Regions from separate parts of the Mus musculus genome. Here region 2 is linked to region 1. A link is a contact called in public ChIA-PET data. All regions are on one chromosome and are shown on one strand. The core of a region is the stretch at or near the end of the contact, and the rest is flanking DNA. Distances in the headings are between cores, read along the strand shown.

Region 1 (5,860 bases), core at 2,785-5,284:
GCTGCTTTGCTACATATGAAACCCTGACCCAGAAGCATGTCCTCTATGAATGGTTTAGTGCCAGGTTCTACCTGAACCTGCTGCATTCAGCGTGAGAGGTGAGAGGGAGGCCCCCTTTGCAGCAGCACCCTGTTTCTCAGGACGAATGGCTCTCCACACTGGACCCTGGTCCTGACACCCGGTAGGGAGACCCACCAGGTGGGGATGGACGGGAACCCGTCTATCCATGACCAACCGAGGCTCCTTCAGCGCTGTGGTATTGTTCCACCTGGGTGGGATTCTGACTTAGAGGCGTTCAGTCATAATCCCACAGGTGGTAGCTTCCTCCCATTGGCTCCTCAGCCAAGCACATACACCAAATGCCCACGCCCACGGTGACACACTTCCTCCAACAAGGCCACACCTCCAAACAGTGCCACTCCCTGGGCCAAGTGTATTCAAACCACCACACTGGGGTTGTACTCTATGGAGAAATGGTCCTTCAGTAAGTGTCACATATGTTCTCAGAACTGCTGTGTATGTAGGCCATAATGTAGACGCCTTGCCTGCAGCACAATCCTCTCCGCCTGAAGCTTGTGTTGGGAAACCCCATCTCTCCAGGCAAAGGTTGCTCTTGATATGGGTGATGTTCTCATGGCTACTAACAGAATGAAAGGGGTGACTCCCCCCCCAAAGGAAACTCTGCTCCCTTCATTACCTTTTGCCACTCACCAACCAAGTGGCATTTGTTTGGAATGTGCTGTCAGTGCTCTGAGAGAGGAATGTGACCACAGTTCAGAAAAGAGCAAGGTGGGCGGGGCCTGGAGAGATGGCTCAGTGGTTAAGGGTATATGCACTGCTCTTCCAGAGGTCTAGAGTTCAATTCCCAGCAACCATTGGCCCCTTACAACTGTTTGATGCTGTCTTCTGGTATGCAGATGTACATGCAGACAAAGTACCCATACATATAAATAAACAAATCTTTTTTGAAAACAGCAAGGTGGAACACCCTAAGCAGTGTGTGTGTGTGTGTCTCTCTCTCTCTGTGTCTCTGTGTGTGTGTGTGTGTCTGTGTGTGTATGTGTGTGTGTGTCTGTGTGTGTGTGTGTATGTCTGTGTGTGTATGTCTGTGTGTGTTGGCACATATGTGTGCACGTATGTGTGAAGACCAGAGCAGAGGTTGGTGCCAGGTATCTTCTTTGATCCCTCTACTTCATTTACAAGGGCAGAGTCTCAACGGTGAGCCTGGAACTCTCTGACTCACCTAATCCAGTGAGCCAGTTTGTGCTAGGATCCTGTCTCTGCTTCTTGGTCATGATGGGATTGTGGACAGACCACACGACACTTGCCTGGCATTTTTGTGAGGGTTTGGGATCTGAACTCTGATACTTATGCATCGTGCACACATTTTATCCACAGAGCTATCTTCCCAGCCCAGCCTGAGCATTTTGGTGGTCATCCAGAGATACACAAGGTGAGAGCTATGATGGAAGAGGAGGAGGAGAAAAAGGAAGAGGAGGAAGAGGAAGTGGACACTTTGCCTTTTAAAAATCCTTTGGCTGATACTTTCCACCCCACGATTTTTTTTTTATTATTCTTACATGCTTAACTTAAATTTTTTTTTTGGAATAAAAAAACCCATTCAATATTTTTGTAAAACATTGGTAACTTAAGGCCTGTGGTGATGGCTAAGAAGAAAGGAATTTGAGTAACATTCTTACATGCACATACCATTAATCTCAGTAATATATATTTAAATATTTCAGGTTGGCTTTAGTTAATTTTAAGGTCATGTGTGATTGCCAAGTTGACCCATTGAGAGTCGAAGCAGCAACCCAGGCACACCTGGCTCAAGGACAAGCCACACAGACACAGTCTGTATGAAGATGGAGCATGCAGATCAGAGTGAGAGCCCCTCAGGATCTTCCTGGGAAAGAGAAACCAAAGGCCGTTGGAGTAAGAGTCTACCAAAGCCTTTTCTCTTTATAGGGTTTGATTCCTTAAGAAATGTTGATTTTATTTGTTGAAAGAGCCATATTCAATTGAACACTAGTTACCCGAGCTCATCTAAAATGCCCTTCAGTGGAACACTGTGTGAGACTGTATGACCATAGCTGTGGCTGGAACTTGGCGCAGGCCACATTTAAACCATCCATCAGGCCCTAGTGTCCTCCCTCTTCCCCAGGGCCTTACTCTATAGCTGAAGTTGCCCTGAGACTCCCCACATAGCCCAGGCTGGCCCATTTCTTTCTGCCTCTGGCTCCTGAATGATGACATCACAGTTTGTCGCCCACACCTGGCTGGCTTCTAATTTCTTTTCTCCTTCTCATCTTCTTCCTTAGGCTTCTTCTTTAAATGAACTAAGTTATAAGAAAGTACAGACACACCCCCTCCAAAACAAAACTTCCAAGACTGTATTTTCCTGAATGAACATCAAAACTCAACAGGTAAATAAAGGATGTGGATTCCTTCTTTTCCTTGTCTTCATTTTTACTTTTCCCCTTCAGTTTTATAACATATTTATTTCCAAAGGAAAAAACCCTCAATAGTTTAAATACGAGTCCAAAAGGGTTGCTGTAGGTCAGTGGCGAGCCATGATGCTGTCTTCGGCAGCTCACCGCCTCCCCTAAGGCCTCTTCCCATGAGGAGAGAGCTCTATGTCTCTTCCCATCTACGTTCCTTAACAGCGTGAGTCTGCACTTTGTTGTGAACGTGTTACTTTTCCATTTCTACATCATGAATTTCAGTCCAAAGCCAGTCCCATAACCCTAATAATTTCTACTTGGGCCAAACTGTCTGTATCTTTCATAAAATAGAAATTTATTGAGAGCTTCTATGGGCCAATCTTGTTTCACTAATCAGCCTTTGATTCCCTTGGATGTCAAAGGGGACACATACTACACTGTTGGTACAAATTTTTGACTCTTTATGGCACTTGGTAGGAATGGAGACTGCCATCCAAGCTGGGCCAGGCCCCGGCCAGCCTGGGAACCACCTTGGGGCAGAGGAGTCAGGGCTGTGGCAGGCAGCGGACCTAGGCAGAAAGGACACATGCCACCCAGGGAATTCCTTCTTTCTTAGTAAGGATAATGCTTTGACTTAAAAAAAACATCAATTTCCTGTATCTATTTAATTTGAGGGGACAAATTTACTTCACACTACATATGCATTCAAATTGTAGGTCCTTTTTAATTTTTCATACTCAGTAACTGGCTAAGCTGTGACCCAGACCTTCCAAATTAGTTTAATGTCAGTCCTGGCTACAAGCATGCTCCCTGTCCCTAAAAGCAAACCCGGTAGACAGCCTGTATTTGTAAACCAGGTATCTTATAAGACACACTTGAGACACATCCCATTTCCCCAGATGAGTCAAGTCAGCAGCAGAAAACCTCGACTCACTTTATAAAAAGAAGGGAGGAGAAAAGGCACCTTCTCTGGTGTAAACTGGTTTAGTGGACAGGCAGTGGGTATGGAGGAGAGACAGCAGCCCTTTCCCAGGCAGGTCCCAAGAGTGTTTGGGCATGGAGAAACACTTCCAGATGTGCACACACAGATGTGGATTAAACGTAGGATAGGCAGCTTTAGAGCTAACAGGTACAGCCACAGTGTGTCATCAGTACAGGTCCACACCTCTGACAACACACAGGCTTTCTGTTGGTATACCATTGTTCTTTCTTTCTTCTTCTTTTCCCCCCAAAGCCAAACATTAGCCTTGTCAGATCGTAACAGTCTTATAAGCCTGGTGTGGCCCTCACTGCTGCAAGACTGGGACAAAGAGATGATGTTACAGTCTGGTTTCTATGGCAACGGAGGAGGGGTAATGAAAACTGAAATGCAGGAAACACCCATTCTGACTATTGTGACATAATTCAGTTTCTTACAAGGAAGTAACTATCTAAGAAGCAGAAGTATCATTACCTGGCGGCTGCTGTTCACAAAAAGCTGTGCTGTGTATTTCTCTTAGCTGGTCTGTCTGTACAGAGGAAAGAAATAACACACACACACACACACACACACACACACACACACACACACACACACACACACAGAGTCCTCGCTTTCTGCATGTAAAATGTGTGTGTGTTCTTTAGAAGCCAGCGGTTGGCTGGTTTTCCGGACATGATGTGGTTGAAGCTGTCATCGTAATGGAAATTCACTGCTGTAGCTATGGTAAATCGAGTGTTCTGCCTGTACTGAATGCATTAGTCTAATGAGATGTTTGCAGCGGCGGCGAGCTGGGCTGCTGGCGACTAGCTGTGAGGCAGGCGTAGCACACGGGTGGAAGATAGCTTGTGCCATACTCGCAGTGTGTGTGCAGGAAGTCACCTGTCTTCTAAGCCACCACTCCAGACCTCAGCAAGCAACACCCTGGTCAGGGCTCTGTGACCAAGCTGTAGGTAAGGGAGACGCATGCTGGCGGGTGTGCTGTGGTACATTGTATGGCTCCTTCTCTTTGGGCTGGCGGCACAACAGGTTACCTGCTTTAGTTTATTTGGGAGGGTTTGCATGCCTGCCTCTCTGGCAATGCACGAGTGTCTGGTGCTAAAACTACTGAGCCCGGTGGGTAAACTTCGGATCCTAACATGCAAAATATAATGTTTGATTTTTTTTAACTATATATCAAAGGGAGATTTAAAGTAAAAACACAGTTTATAACCATTTTTGACATGTATACACTTAACCTCTCTTTAAGTCTATATGTAAATATGTGCAAATTTTTTATTATTTCAAACATGAATATGGTTTTTTTCCTAATAATAATTTTGTCTTATTTTGTATTATTAATTTAAAATTTGTAGTATGGATTAGGTTACAAATATTTACCTAAAATTGATTATTAAAATTGGCTGTGATATAAGCACTCATCAAAGCATTTGTTTTCAAATTGAATTTTATTTACTTGTGTTGAATGCTGCAGATGGGATATTTCATGTGTTTTTGTTGGTTGCTGATGTACCAGTCATAGATAAGGAGAGTATTAATTGTTTGCAAGTTCCTGCTATTAGTTTTTTTAGGAGGAAATAACTAACAGGTTAGTATGGAATGTTTGGAGTTTCCCCAAGTTCAAAGACAAAGTCACCTCCTCCCCTCACACAGTCCTATGTGACCCCAAATAGCTTCCACTCATTCTGCCTGCAGCCCCGGGTGTCGTCTACAGGTTGCTCTGCGGATGGACAGGACCAGTGGGTATGGCTGCTGAGTTAGCAGTTTTCACTCATCATTGATGCGCTTGAGTCTAAGTTCTTGCCGTTATTTTCGACAATAAGCCAGAGGTGGCGGCTTGCTGTGTTGTCTTTCTAGGGTCATGACATTTCTCAAGAGGGCTAGGACCATCAGCAGCTCTCTGAGAAATGGGGCTTTGTAGCTGGGATGCTTGAAAAGTGATCCAGATGTGGTTGTTGTGTGTTCCATGTTTTTAATTCCTTTCTCAACTAAGGAACATTTTTTTTTGAAGGGTAAGAGACATAGATGTCTTTCCCTCCTCAAGACTTTTTTCTCATTAAGAACAAAACAAAACGGAATGTCTGGAGAACATGTAGAAGTATGGAGATGGCTGTAGAGGAGAAGGTGCCTGATTTAGACAGTATTTTATGGAACATTTTGTGTGCTTGTTGCTTGGTAGAAGTGGCTCAGTCGATCTGAGTAACAGCTACTGGGTGGCAATTACCTAGAAAACTAGCACTGCGTAGCATCAAAATGCAGCTAAAATGTAAACATTGATGCCCCGTGCAGAGAAGCCGCTTGGTAGCTTTACAGTCTACCTTTAAAATATAGCTGTCAACTACTATTAAAACATGAATGTGTTTCTCTCACTCTTAACATTGTGACTGTGTGTGTGTGTAGAAACCTTCTCCAAATCTGCCTGTCTGATTTGTGTCAT
Region 2 (6,085 bases), core at 2,446-4,945, 360 kb before region 1:
GCCCTGGCCATCCTGGAACTCACTCTGTAGACCAGGCTGGCCTCGAACTTAGAAATCCACCTGCCTCTGCCTCCCAAGTGCTGGGATTAAAGGCATGCACCACCACTGCCCAGTTTGCTGTGTATTTTTTATCCTGAAAGTTATGCATTTACTGATAGGTTATTTCTTCACGGCTGGTGAAATGAGATAATTCAAGCTAGATTAGATTATATTAAAAACAGGTTTATTGGGAAGCTGCTCTTGGGAGGTCAGGTTCACTGGCCCCAAGGACCTAGGCCAGGGAAAATCGCCATGTGGAAAGGAGGGGAGGATGGGAAGGGAGAGAGAAAGAAAGGGCATGCGTGCAGAGAGAGAAGAAAAGAAGAGCACAAGACATTTGGATTTTATAGGGAGGAGCCTCTGGGGGAAGGGCAGTCCAGCCCCTGGGCTGGAAAGTTCAAGCTTGGGGACAGGGTAAGCCAGGTAGGGACTGAGGGATGCTGGGAGAACTGGAGGCCAGGTCTGCTTTGGTCTGTAAAATGTGCACCTCAGTCCCAGGTCGGGGAGTCCTGAAACCAACCACTTCCCTGACTGGGTTTGGAATCACTAAGGACACAGACTTTACAAGTGTGTGAGAGTGTTTCCCAAGAGGTTAAACTGAAGGAGGAAGCAGCATCACCACCAATGGATTAGGGGCTGTGCCTGAATAAAAACTGAAAAGAAAATGCCAACATTCACTGTTTTCTGCTTCCGGGTCTCCCAGCTGTGAGGAGTCCCGGCTGTGTGCCCCTGCCTGTCTGCCCCTCCACCCCTACAACCTCTGCTATGCCTTCCCACTGTGACAGACTGTGCTCTCTTAAACCCCGAGCCAAGATAAATCCTTTTCTCCTTACATTGTTTCCTGTTGGGCATTTTGTCACAGCAAAAACTCAGAGTAACTAATACAGTTGTTTCCCACATTGTTTAAGACAGACACTCTTCTCTAGAGGTTCTAAGTTCTACAACTTTCCAATTTTCTCTCTCTCTCTCTCTCTCTCTCTCTCTCTTTTGAGACAGGATCTCAATATGAATCTCAAGATGGTCTCCAATGAAGAGTTTCGTGCCTCAGTCTTCTGACTGCTAGGATTATAGGCACATATCTCCAAACCCAGCACCTATTATTTCTAGTCATGGTCTCGGGTGTCCAAGCTGGCTTTGAACTCTTGTTTCTCTTTCTTCCACTGAGTGCTAGGATCACAGCCATTTAATGTGGTGCTGGGATCGACCCCACGGCCCCATTGCACGATAGGCAGCCATTCTCCCAACCACACTGTATTCAGACCCTCTCTTTATTAATTTAACTCTTGAACTCAGTTTTTGAGAAAAAGTTCTCATGCAAATCTCTGAATTTGGTATGTACCCCAGGGTGTCCTTGAAGTCCACATGCTTTCCCACTGAGTTCTGAGATTTGGTTATTTTGGTCATTGTTATGAATCAGATTCATTGTTTTCTCTGTTTGTTTCTTTAAAACTTTTTCTGTTGCCATTATAACTAGGCATTTGTCTAGACAATACAAAATTACTGTTACTTTCACTTAGCCACTGTATTCTCTTTAATTCTAGATTATTCTCTCTCCCCTGTATGTATGTGCACTATGGTGTGTCTATGTGTGTCTATGTGTGTGTAGCAAGCATGGTGTGTGTAGGTGTGTGTCTATGTGTGTGCATGTGTGTATATGTGTGTGTTTATGTATGTGTGTCTGTGTCTATGTATGTGTCTATGTGTGTCTACGTGTGTATGTGTGTATATGTGTGTGTCTATATATGTGTGTCTGTCTATGTCTGTGTGTGTATGTGTGTGTCTATGTCTGTGTGTGTATGTGTGTGTCTATGTCTGTGTGTGTATGTGTGTGTCTATGTCTGTATGTGTGTATGTGTGTGTGAATGTGTGTGTCTATGTATGTATATGTGTGTGTATGTGTCTATGTGTGTATGTGTGTGTGTGTGGGAGGGCACTCAAGCATGTTGTGTGTAAGCCAGCATCCATGTACTCTTTCATTACTCTTAGTTGTTTCTCTGAAGTATCAAGTCTCTCTGAGCCTGGAGCTCCTTGTTTTGTAGTTCTCTACCCCAACTCACCCCACCCCAACCCAGGCTAAGAGTTTTCAAAACCTGAGTGACTCCCCTATCTCCTCACCCCACCCCACCCCACCCCACCTCACCCCCACAGTGTTGTAGTTACTGGTACTGCAAGTCTTGTTGTTGCATGAATTTGGGGGTCCAAACTCAGGTCCTCGTACTTGCACGACAAGCACTGTTAATCAGTAGCCCGTATCTCCAACTCTTTTCAGATCTGTATTCTCCTGTACTCTGGAAATAAACTAACTTTGGAACTTGCTAGCTTTATGGTTGTGCTACACTGCTGTTTTTGTAGGCTGACTTGAAGGGACTCTAAGGTCACGTGACGCTGCCTAGGCCACGTAATGGCTTTGTTCAGGTATTGGGTTGACAACCGGATGCACTAGCTCCTGGTATCCTGGTTCTTGGCACTCCCCTATCTTCCTGTCTCCCTTCAGCTTCCTGAGTCTTTCCCTGGTCCTTTTTTCCATTTTGTATAAAGGCTTCTCTAAGTAGCATTCCAAGTACAATTTGAGATTTACCGCTTAAAAACAAAACACATTTACCAGGATTTGTGGGAAACAAGAGTGGCCGCTTACCCAGACAGGGTTCCCGGCCTTCATCTTGTCTTTCTTATTTTGCTTTCTTATTTCAGGGGCCAGACCAGTCTTTAGGCACTGTTTGACCTTAGTTTGAGCTTATCAGGTTTAAAAAATTCCACTCCCTTATTTACTGCTTCGAATCTATCAGTGTAGAACAGGGTGACCTTGAAACTTCTGAGTCTCAGCCTTCTGAGTGCTGGCATTACATTATGCCGGGATTAATGTCCTTCTTGGGGACTGGACCCAGGACTTTATGAATCCTAGGCAATCAATCTACCAACTGAGTTACATCATCATTTTTTGTTTGTTTTTTGAGGGCTACTGTGTAGCCCTGGCTGTCAACTCACTCTGTAGACCAGTGGCCTAGAACTCAGAAATCCCGCCTGCCTCTGCCTCCACCACGCCTGGCTAAAAAGCCTTTTGTTTTGTTTTGGTTTTGTTTTGTGTTTTTTTCAAGACAGGGTTTCTCTGTATAGCCCTGGCTGTCCTGGAACTCACTTTGTAGACCAGGCTGGCCTCGAACTCAGAAACCCGCCTGCCTCTGCCTCCCAAGTGCTGGGATTAAAGGCCTGCGCCACCACCGCCCGGCTCTCCCTTGGTTTTTAAAGATAAGGTCTCATGTAGCCCAGGCTGGCCTCGAGCTCCTGATTCTCCGCTCTCCATTTGCCAAAGGTCAGGATTACAGATGTGTACTGATTCATTTGAGACGTTTATTAAAGGTTTCTAGAAATGAATTTCCAGGGATCACAGTGATGCACTGGATTGGCTGTCTTACAGCATAGGCAGTTTTGTCTCCTCCCTGCCGTCCCAACGACTGCCTTCACTGCGCCAGAACAGCTAAAATCGTTTCCGGAGTCCCTCCCCGCAGAGAAGCTGGGTCAGAAAAGCCGGAAACCCACACCTCCTCCCCAGAGCTCCCCTACTACGCCTGCGCGTCACTCGGCGGCGGCGCGCTCGCCCGAGGCATTGTGGTTATTGTAGTCTCCCCATATCCTTGGCGCCCACAGTCCCGTGACGCCGCCGCGCCTCAGCCCCACCCCGCAGTGTCCCTCGGGGCCGCCGCGGGGCCTGCGAACCGGGCGCGGCGTTCAGGCCAGTCAGCTGTTTCTCCCTGGGCAGAGGGCGGAAGCCCGAGCAGCCTGGGGCGGAGCTTCGCGCGGAACGAACGCCCACCCGTCCTACGTGCTCGTTCGTCTCCGTTCGCTGCGCGCGAGCCGGGAGTCCCCGCGGCGGGCGGCGGTGGCGTTGGCGGAAGGCGGTGGAGAGAAGCCCGCGGCTGCCGCGGCGACAGCGAAATGGCGGAGACGGTAGCGGACACCCGGCGGCTCATCACCAAGCCGCAGAATCTGAATGACGCCTACGGGCCGCCCAGCAACTTCCTCGAGATCGACGTGAGCAACCCGCAGACCGTGGGGGTCGGCCGGGGCCGCTTCACCACCTACGAGATCAGGGTCAAGGTGAGGCGTCCGCCCCTCTCCCGCATCCCTCGCTCCGGGGCCGCCAAGTCCCGCCGGACCCCGGCGCGGGGCCTTGAGGTCTCAGCGGCCGCCCAGGCCAGACGCCCCTGCGAGGCAGCTTGTCTGCGGGCGGAGGCGTGAGCCAGGGTTTCGCTCGCTCTCCGTGGACAGTTTGTATGGGGACCAGCTCGCTGGCTCCGGTAGAAGGTGCTGGAAGACGAGGGCGTGGGTTGAGCTCTGCTAGCCGAGATCTCAGGCAGCTGATCTGGGCTTGACATTTGAGTTGAAGAGGTAGATCTTTCGAGAACACTGTTCTCCGAAAAGAGAGCTAGGTGTGACTGAGGAAGAAAGGGGGAGGGGGGCGTGTGTGCGCAAAGTTGAAGCCCTCTCTCCCTCCCTGTCTCTTTTTTTTTTTTTTCCTGGACGCTTACCAAGACGTAGTGAAGCCAAGCTTAGCTGCTCTTTCCAGGCCTGTCTCAAGCTACAGTAAGAGTATCCTGGGCCGTACACGTCTGTGAGCAGAACTTGATGGCGAGTTCACGGGAGCGCGTCAGATTTTTGTGGTAGGGCTCAACCAAGCGGTTAGCAGCGATGAGAAATGGTTGACCTTAGCATGCTTGGCTGTCCTGCTGAAGGCCTAGGTGTGTGGAATGTCATCTTCCTCAGTGTCCAAAAAAGCAACTGCCCGGGACTAGGGAACCCTACTCATCTAAGTGTCTGGCTTTAGCTTTTTCACTTCAACTGAAAAAAGGAATAGGGTGAAGTAGAAACGTACTCTTAGAATCCCATAACTAATGGGGTTTTGGCAGTAAGTAATTTAGATGATTCGAGGGACACTAAATGAAAGTACTGCTTTTTTTACTCTGTAGAGCAGGATGGAAGGGTTTTTCCACATTTGAAAAAAAAACTTATTAAATTAATTCATTGCTAAAAATTAAATATTAAATAGTAACCATGAGAATTTTGGCCTTAGAGGACTCATGATCATTGTTAACATTAGCCTTTTTTTTTTTTTTTCGAGACAGGGTTTCTCTGTATAGCCCTGGCTGTCCTGGAACTCACTCTGTAGACCAGGCTGGCCTCGAACTCAGAAATCCGCCTGCCTCTGCCTCCCGAGTGCTGGGATTAAAGGCATGCGCCACCACGCCCAGCTTAACATTAGCTTTTATGTGAAGGAATTTCTTATTAAAGTAAGCACTTTTTGTGTGGTAAACAGAATTTGCCATCCTAGTCATTTTTAAGTTGTACGGCCCAGGAGTGCTGTATATATTTAGCTTGTGAAACTTACACACTTTTAAAGAATGGTTGAACTAATCAAACTTTTTTCCCCTATGAGATAGAATCTCATATGTAGGCTCCTGACTGGCCTTGAATTTACTATGTAGACCAGGCTGGCCCCAACTGCTGGAATTAAAAGTTGTGTGTCTCTCTGTCTTTGGATCATCAAACTTTTGAGATATTAAGCTTAAATGGCCTGGTTTTTCAGGCTACTCATTGAACTGTATAGATGTGTAAAACATGAGCCAAATTAGTATCTTGTTTTCTGAAGATTGCAAAATTCAGGCTTCCGTGGACCTAGGGAAATAAATTCTTACCCAAGCCTGTTTTAAAGGGGGATAATTTTCGGTGCTAGGGTGACAGCTCAGTGCTCAAGAACACTTAATTGATTTGGATTTGAGTTCAGTTCCCTGCACCCACATAACGTGGCTCACACACCTCTCACTGCAGGTTCAGGAGTTCCAATGCCCTCTTCTGGTCCCTTTGAGCACCTTCAGACACGTGGCACATAGACATTCATACTTTAAAAAAAAAAAAAACCTAATAAAATTTTTAAAAGGTGATTTTTTTTTTTCTTTTTAGCTTTGGGGATGATTTTTGTCATTAATATATGGCCTGTCACAAAAAAGAACTTCCTCTTTTGCCTTTATTCACCAGCATGTTTTTCCCTGTG

What was found. ChIA-PET counts read pairs in DNA pulled down with a chosen protein or histone mark.
Region 2: an RNA polymerase II ChIA-PET map of memory CD8 T cells shows a contact between it and region 1, with 64 read pairs. The contact joins the promoter of Snx3 here to the promoter of Scml4 in region 1. A contact is called at or near these places in 2 of 115 datasets of contacts at active chromatin or transcription factors (CD8 T cells and memory CD8 T cells).

The regions. Positions count from the first base shown.
Region 1 is chr10:42,856,478-42,862,337 of GRCm38.p6, forward strand. It overlaps Scml4 (Scm polycomb group protein like 4), which reads left to right and starts at 4,035. Exons shown (of 9, transcript NM_172938.3): 1 at 4,035-4,376.
Region 2 is chr10:42,498,359-42,504,443 of GRCm38.p6, forward strand. Snx3 (sorting nexin 3) reads left to right here and starts at 3,696. Exons shown (of 4, transcript NM_017472.4): 1 at 3,696-4,134. The coding sequence starts at 3,973.